2 separate regions of the Anas platyrhynchos genome follow, and region 1 is linked to region 2. The links are chromatin contacts, called in public Hi-C maps. All regions are on one chromosome and are shown on one strand. The core of a region is the stretch at or near the end of the contact, and the rest is flanking DNA. Distances in the headings are between cores, read along the strand shown.

Region 1 (4,159 bases), core at 832-3,331, 150 kb after region 2:
GAGGGCAAGAGTCTTGCAGGCTCCTCCAAGCCGGCTTATGTCACATCGATTCAGTCATATCACAGAAGCAATAAAGCTATCAAACGAGCTTGGCTGGCCTCTTTCTTTTGCTGCCTTCGGCCATTTGTAGGGGAGGGCAGAGGGATTCCCCCGCTCGGGCTATCCCCAGCCTGCTCCAGCTGCTGGCTCCCCCAGCACAGCGCCCCAAAGGCACCTCCTGAAACCAGGGGGGTGGCTCTGGGGCAGGAGAGGGCAGTGTTCCTCCTGCCTGCTGCCCGAGGGGGTGGGAGAGGGGCTCGGGGTGGGCGCACAAGGTGTCGGGGGGCAGCAGCCCCCTTGTACATGCGGGGCTGGCCGTTTGGAGGTGTTTTGCTGTCCCACCTGTTGAGCTGTGGAAGTCACCCAGCCTCAAACCACCGCGTTCCCGTGTCCTGCTGGAGGGAGCGATGGGGGCACCGCAGGCACCTCTGTGCCCCTCCGAGCTGCAGTGGAGGCTGTCCCAGCCGCCCTCCCCTTGTGGGAAGCACTCGAGGCACCAAGCCAGGGCTGGAGGGGACAGAGAGGGCCCCGAGACCCTCGCTCTGATCCTCCCCATCAAAGCACACCGTGCCTGACCTCGGGGCACACAGAGGAAGCCGGGGTGACGGCGTCCTCCCTGCGGCCACCTCCCTTTGGGCCTCTCCGGGGGCCTCCCCGGCAGCAGGGCCGCTCAGCACCCCACAGGGTGCGGCCCCGGGGAAGGCAGGTGTCCGGCACAGCGACCTTCTCGCCGCCGCGTCCAGGAAGGAAGCAGTTTAGGAAGCCGGGGGCCGAGGCCGTGACCGCCTCCAACACCTGCCAGGGCCCGGAGGGAGGATGTGACCCCTGCCGTGGCCCCAGCCGTGCTGGGGAGCTTCCAGGGCCGTGGGACGAGTCAGGGACGGTTTCGTCACTCGGGGGAGCTGGGGGGGCTGCTTCCAAGTGGGTGACAGGTCTGACGGACACCAGGGGTGGCCTCCTGCCAGCACTGGCGGGACACTGCGGAGGCGACTGCCTCCCGGGAGCACGGCTACAAGTTACGGAGCCCCAGTTGGAGAGGGGAGCGGCTGGAGCTGCTCAGACCCCTCTTCTCCACGCTCCTTTTCCAGACCCTAACGGAGCAGAGCCACCGCTGCCACCCCCACACGTGGCACGGACCCGAGCCGGGGAGCAGGGCACGCGGGGACAGCCACGTTAGCAGGAGCAGACGCTTGGTTCTGGTAGCAGATGTCCCCAAAGGAATCACGTCGCCACCGAGACAGGGACAGCGCAGCCGGCCCGTCTGCGTCACAGCTCTGCTCCCCACGTGCTTGGTGGCGAGCTCCGTGCTCCAGGGCACAGAGAGAGCCAGGGCCTCCGGGTTTATGGGGTGTCAGCCACAAAGGGGGCACCCCCAGGAGGGGACAGGGGGCAGGCTGTGCACAGCCACCCCGGTACAGGACCGGGGACACCGTGGGCACCACAAGGGGTCCCCTGGACACCCCGCTGTGCCATGCCCACCCCCAGCATCACACCCAGGGCCAGCTCCCAGCTGAGCCAGGACACGAGGGGGCACAAGGACCAGCCCAGCAGTGTGCAGGGAAGGTGGGAAGGGATGGGGCACCCTGCCTGGGGCACCTTGGGCTGTCACCAAGCCCCACAGGCACGGCCAGGGGCCCCAGGGCAGGACGTGCCACCCCCGGGGAGGCTGTCCAAGCAGGCAGTCCCCTTACCTCAGCCTGCCACCCTGCGAAGCAGAGTCCCATTCCCCAACCCCATCCCTGCCAATTCCCCACCCCAGGGCCACCCCTGTGCCCCCAAACCTCAGGAGCAGTCCCAGGACACAGCAGCGAGACCCCCACACGCCATGCTCAGCCCTCTTAGGGCAGGAACGGTGCCTCCGGACCCTCTGCCACCCCGCTAGCAGCACCGGGGACAGCTTGGCCACCACCCCCCGGGCCAGCACATTCCCCAGCAGGTGCTGCCACGGGAGGGATGCGGGAGCTGTCATCCTGCGAGGGATAATCCGGCGAGACGAGGCCAGGCCAGGCCAGGCAGCCTCGTCTCATCTCAGCTCACGCTCCTCCAGCCCTTCCAGACAGGGTCCGGGTGGCGGGGAAGCCGTCAACGCCGCTTTGGGATCGGGGAGCAAGGAAGGAGCCCAGGCCAAAACCCCAGGGGCTCCCTGGGGCCGGCGTGCAGCCACGGCGTGGCCGCTGGCCCTGCTCCAGCCAGGGAGAGTTATATAAGCCCGGGGAGGCTGCGAGGAGCTGCCCGGGCAGATGACACGGCCGGCAGCATCCCGGGGCGCGCAGCCTGGACGGACGCCTCCGGCCACCGGCGCGGGCAGGGCCCGGGGGGCCAGCGAGCCATGAGGGCTGGCCCCGGGGGGCTCGGCCGGGCTGGGCTGTGCCCCCACGGCCAGCTCCGGCCAGGGGAGCACGTGTGAAGCGAGGCCGAGCAGAGGCGGCCCTGGGATTTTGGCACGTTCGCCAGGAGCACTCGAGAGCCCCACGATGGACGTGGAGGGCCCTGGGCGGTGACGCAGGGACTCGCACGGGCTCGGCTCGGCTCGGCTCGGCTCGCCAGCCGGCCCCCATGTCCCCGGGGCTTGCGACGGCCCCGGCGGAGGGAGGCAGGGAGGCGGCGGAGGTAAGGAGGCTGCCGGCGGGTGGCCGAGCCCGGGGTGGCCTCGGGGGCGCAGGGGCGGGCGGGGAGGCAGGGCGGGGAGCCCGGACTCCTCCTCCGGAGAGGCGCACGGGTGGCCCGAGGGGGCTCGGGTGCGTGGGGACGGGCCCCGCTGCGCCCACGCCGAGCCGCGGGGGCCCCCACGGGGCCGCAGGGGGGGCTCCCCCCGACGCCACGCGTGAGGGTGCTCCGTGGGGCCGTGGCCCCCACCCCAAACCCTCCCTCGCCCTCCAGGGGATCCGTCCCGTTCGGGAAGGGCTGAGCGTGGCCCCGCACGGGGGGGGCCCCGTGTCCGTCCTGCCTGTGCTGCGACCGCGCTGTCGGGGCAGGGAGCCGCCCGGGGAGCCTCGCCGCGGGGCGTCCGTCCGTCGGTCCGTCCGGGAGGGCTGTCCGGAGGCTGTCCGGCCGCCCGGTGCCGGTGGAGGTCCCGGTGCCGCTGCGGGTCCCGGTGCCGGCGGGGTCCCGGGGCCGGCGCCCTCCTGCTCCCGGGGCGGTGCCGGCTGCGGGGCGGGCCGGGGGGTCCCGGTGGCGCTCGGGGCGCGGTGCCGGTGCCGGTGCCCGCCCCGCCGGTCAGGTGACGGCGGCTGGAATTTGACACCGGCGGCGGCGGCGGGAGCGGGATGGAGCCGCCGCTGCCCCGCACTGCGCGCCCGCCGGCACCGGCACCGGCACCGCACCCCGGGGCGCACCGGGACCCGCACCACCGACCCCCGAGGCGCAGCGGGAGCGGCACCGGGAGCAGCACCGGCGGCGGCACCGGCAGCGGCGGCGGCGGCGACGGGAGCCGGTACCGGTGCCGGCGGGGCAGCGCCGGCCCCCGCCCGCGCCCCGCCCCGGCGCGGCGGCGGGGGGCGGCGGGGAGCGGAGGCGATGCGGGGCGGCGGCGGCCCGGGGGATGCTCCCCGCCGCGGGCACGGTGAGTGCGGGCCGGGGCGGCGGGCGGCGGCAGCGGCCGTCCCAGCCCGCCGGCAGCCTACGGGGAACCGGGGCCGGGGGTAGGGGGGGAGAAATAAGGGGGGTCCGCTCCGCCGCCCGCCCCGCCGGCAAAACCCGCGGGGCGGCGAGGGGGGCCCGGACCACCCCCGTCACCCCGGGCAGGTCCCGGCCCGGCGGCTCCCGGGGCTGCCCGAGCCCGGCCCCGCGGTGGGAAGCGCTCGGGAGCCGCGGCGGGGAACGGGGCTGCCCCCGCTCGGGCCGGGGAGAGGCGGGGACCCCGCGGGGGTGCCCGGGGGCACGGGGCCGGGCTCGCCCGCCCCTTCTCGGGCTCACCCCTTCAGGCACGTCGGGGGAGTCCCTGCCCCGGCTGCCCGGGGCCGGCCGGTGAGCGGGGCAGGCAGCTCCCTCCGGGCCGGGCCGCCCCTGGGGAGAGCCCCGGGACCGGGGCGCGGGGACCGGAGCTGCCCCCGGTGCCCCCGGGCGGCCGCGGCTGCTTCCACGCGGCGGCAGCTCCTCGTCCGTGGGCCCCACGTGTCCG
Region 2 (3,946 bases), core at 469-2,968:
TTCCAGCATTTTTTTTTTTTTTTTTTTTTTGCCAGCAGGCCTGCTGCCCAATTCAGCAGCAGGCCCATATTTTCTCTCGTCTTTCTTTTACTCCTGATTTACCTATAGAAAGCCCTTCTTGCCCTTTTTGTCCCTCACCAGATTAAACTCTAGGCAGGCTTTGGCTTTCCAAAGCCTGTCCCAGCACGCTAGCACAGTGTCTGTTTCCTTCCCAGCTCACCTGGCCCTGCCCCTACCTCCTGTATGCTTTTTACATTTGAATTTTGACAGGTGCTCCTTGTTTGTCCATGCAGGACTCCTCCTGCCTTTGCTCAATTCCCTGCATGCTGTTCTGGACCATTCTTGAGTTTGAAGGAGGTGCTCCTTCAAAATCAGCCAGCTCTCCTGTTCTCTCCAAGCCCTTATCCTATGGTGTTCTTTGAAGCATGTCCTTGAGCAGGCTGAATTCTGCTTTTCTGGAGCTCCAGGTTACGATCCTGCTACATGACTTGTTTTCTTTGCAATGCTTGTGACATAGCATTTGGTTCTGTGACTTCCCTGGCTTGGGCATCAGTAGCATTAATGCCCCAGGCTGCATTTGTGGTGAGCTGACTAGGTTGCATGCTTTAATCTGAATGGAAGATTTTTTTGTATCTGAAATGCATACCTTGTGTGAACTAGGCAGTACAGCTCTGAGTAAGCGCTAAATGTTTTTTCAAAAGAATATTTTCTTTTGGTGTGTTCTTAAGTTATATTTACTGATAGATCTGTTTTAAATGTCTTTTGGTCTTACGTACCCATGCTGGTAGTGATGCCATTAGTCTCTCTGATTCTTATTGCTGCATGCAGTTCCCCTAGAAAAACTTCCATCTAGTTAGATGTCATTTAAATGTCTTCCTTGCTAAACCCATTGCCATCCCCTTATGAATGCCTGGAAATGCAGCTTAAATTTGCACTGTCTAGCCATGCCCTGACTTGTGCAAGATCATGGTGTAACCCAAAGCATTTATTCATGGTCAAGCTATCCTGTATGTATCCAGAAAATAAAAACTGGCCTGGAGGAGTTGACTGCACAACTAGCCTAGGAATTATATAGGCTGTTGTGTTCCTACAGTTACAAAATCTGTTCTCTATCCACATGTTCGTTAATAAGTTTCACGTAGCATGGGTATGTCCAAGGCATAATGGGATTCTGGCAAGGGATCCAGCTGCCTTTTCAGAAGGGGCTTTCTCAGTGGAGTTTATCTAGTACCTTTCTTCATATTCTGCATCTTCTTCCCATGCCCTGTTACTGTAAACAGTGGCACTATTGGGTGGTATTTAAGGGGGGTGCACATACCGCTCTTAAATGCCGTAGTTCAGACAACTGCAGAATAACATCCTAGTTAGTGTTCGTGGTCAGCACAGCTGGTAAAGTGCTGGCAAAAAGACTTACAAAGTGATTTGAGAAGGCTCTGCTTGCTATAAGTCACTACCACCAAATTAGCTTAATTAAAACCAGCTGTGGGAAAGTGGTCTGCTGTAACTGATAAATCTCATTTCCTTCTTTCACATGTCTGTGGGCCTGGAGCTGGTGATAACTGCCTGCTTGGATGCAGTGAGGATCTTAAGGTGGTTGTAGTTCCCTTCCATATGTGCAATTTTGAAGTTGGCCCTAAATCCAGCTTTTGGCTCACATTTCTCCATATGGAGACCTTGGCCTCAAAATGCTAGGGCTTGTGTATCACACTGAATAACATCTATTATGGCTAGCATTGCCGTTACTTGATTTGGTTTGGGATATCTCATGGGCATGTTTGTTTTAGTATGGTTGAGAAAGAATGTCAAAGTTATTCAGGCTGAGAAGGATGCTCTTTTATTAAAGTTTTAAAACCTTGCAAAACCAAACAAACGCTCTCCCCCACACACCCCAACCCCAGGCTTTACAAACCACCAGCTTAAGCTGTGAAGAAACATACGGTTTGTTTTCTCTGAGTGATCAGACCCTCGTGTTTTGTGACCTGGTGCCCCAGGCTTCTGCAGTAGTCCTTGTTCATAGGATGCCCTGCTCACTGCTCTCTCTCCTTTTCCTGTTGGCTGTTCTTTTGTGCAGGCAATTTCAATCAAACTGATGGCCCAAAAGTTGCCAATACAGCTGGCATATCACAAACCAAGAGGCTGTTTTTCTGTTTCTGATTTGATCCCAGACCTGCCAGTGTCGAGCTGTTATTTTGCCAGTCAAGTATAGTTGTGGCAGAGGAGGCAGCTGTTGAGGATAAGGTTAATAAAATGACTGTTGCCATTTATGAGGAGTTCTGCTCGTGGAGTAATCCAAGAATGGTGAAACTCTAAAATTTGTGAATCCCAGAGAGTCTATGAAATCCTGGCTGGGAGCACACTTCAGCAGGTGGCTGGAAATGCTAATGGGGAATGGGGTCTGTTGTGGAATGCTGTGGAGGTCTTGTCTTCCTGAGATCCCAATGGGTTTTCTTTGAGGAAATTGGGTTCCTGTAAGAATGGGTGCTGGCAGCTCTCAGTTTCTGAATTGCGGCTTTTGGTGAAGAGGAGTTGGCAGTTTCACATTAACTTTGTCAAAGCCACTCAGTGTTGCAGTGATGCTGGTACTGCTGGATGCTTGGTTACTGTTCTTAAGCAAGCTGCTCCTTTGTATTGATGGGTAGATTAAAGTCATCTATTGATCCAGGGCGTGGGTTTTTGTTGCTGCTTTTCATGTTTGTTTGCTCTTCCAGGGGTGCCAAAAATCCTCTGAACGTCTAGGTGGCTGCTCTAAAGAGCAAAGTTAGCATGGGTGTTTGAGGTGTGACTCAGCACTGAATTGTGGCACATCTGATGATCTGGACCTTGAAATTTCTGGTGTTCCTTTTAGAGAGATGGGAACAAAAATGTATGAGTAGGTGTTTGGTTTCACAAGTTTGCGAAATTTAGTTAGGTGCTTAGAAGTTTATGTCCATTGATCTTAGACTGGAACCAATGTTTCTTAGTATTTGACCTTCTGTGTGCCCTTGAATCTGTTCTCTCACTGGATTGTTTCTCTGCCAAGTCTTAATTTAAAGAGATTCATTGTACTTTTATACATGGTGTGATGGGAGGAACACTTTTTTCTTTAGATAATCTCCAGCTGTATTTGTCCAGGGACTAGGTAGTGTGATGATGAACTTCCTCTTGTGCTGCTGCTGTTTGAATAACTTCTCCATTGTCCTCCACTTTCTGCACATGGAAACAACCTGCTGGCAGAATCTAGTCCATCTCGGGGTTATTTTTCTGACATTTTGGTGAAGCAAGTGATTTCCTCAAATCAAACGCTTTTGTAAAAGAAGGTAATAGGAAGTGAAAAATCTATATACGCACTGTTCAAAGTTACAGTTTGTGTGTGGGGTTTTATTCCCATCTGCATATGGGAGTTTTCATAGTCAAGCAGATACTCAAGGAACAGCATAGCATTTTTTGGCATCCTTCTAGGATGCACAGATGACTTCTGGAACATCTTAATTTCAGATGCATGTGTTGGTGTTTGGTTTAGGACATGGTGTGGCTTTTGGGTGGAGGTAATGCCTTGTGTGGATCAGCTGCTGTGGCTGCAAGGTAAAGAGAACCTGGAGTCACAAGCTGCTCTTCAAAGCATGGACTTTGAAAGAAAACATGCTTGGTATCTCCATATATATATATATCAATTACCTCTAAAATCATGTACTGTGTAGGATCTCTGAAATCCAAATTTTAGAACATGTTTTGGAAACCTAATGAGTTCTAGGGTTTGATGGGCCAGAAGCCTCTTCAGATTTTGGAATCAGTTGTGGTGATCCTGTTTAAAAAAAAAAATAAATTGTCCCCAAAGTGAGGGGCCAAAAAAGCAACAGTGAAAAATCAATCCAACGTTTCTTTGTCTTCATTATCACCTTTCATGTGAATAAGTAGTCTGGTCTGTTCTTGTAATGCAGAAGTAGAGCGTTGCCATTTTGTAGAGAAG

The links. Hi-C and Micro-C count contacts between places; a contact is called where the count stands out from the background.
Region 1: a Hi-C map of liver shows a contact between it and region 2, with 2.2 times the contacts expected there. The contact joins the promoter of ARTN here to the enhancer-like site in region 2. A contact is called at or near these places in 2 of 8 Hi-C or Micro-C datasets (liver and skeletal muscle).

Annotation. Positions count from the first base shown.
Region 1 is chr8:28,969,012-28,973,170 of IASCAAS_PekinDuck_T2T, forward strand. ARTN (artemin) reads left to right here and starts at 2,082. Exons shown (of 4, transcript XM_072041967.1): 1 at 2,082-2,649. ST3GAL3 (ST3 beta-galactoside alpha-2,3-sialyltransferase 3) reads left to right here. Exons shown (of 13, transcript XM_038183312.2): 13 at 1-88.
Region 2 is chr8:28,821,778-28,825,723 of IASCAAS_PekinDuck_T2T, forward strand. All of the region lies in intron 2 of ST3GAL3 (ST3 beta-galactoside alpha-2,3-sialyltransferase 3), which reads left to right. Among named protein-coding and RNA genes, the nearest start is that of ST3GAL3, 31 kb to the left of the region's middle. Within about 2 kb of position 1,719, at least 2 of the 8 cell types and tissues checked have an H3K27ac peak or open chromatin away from gene starts, as enhancers often do.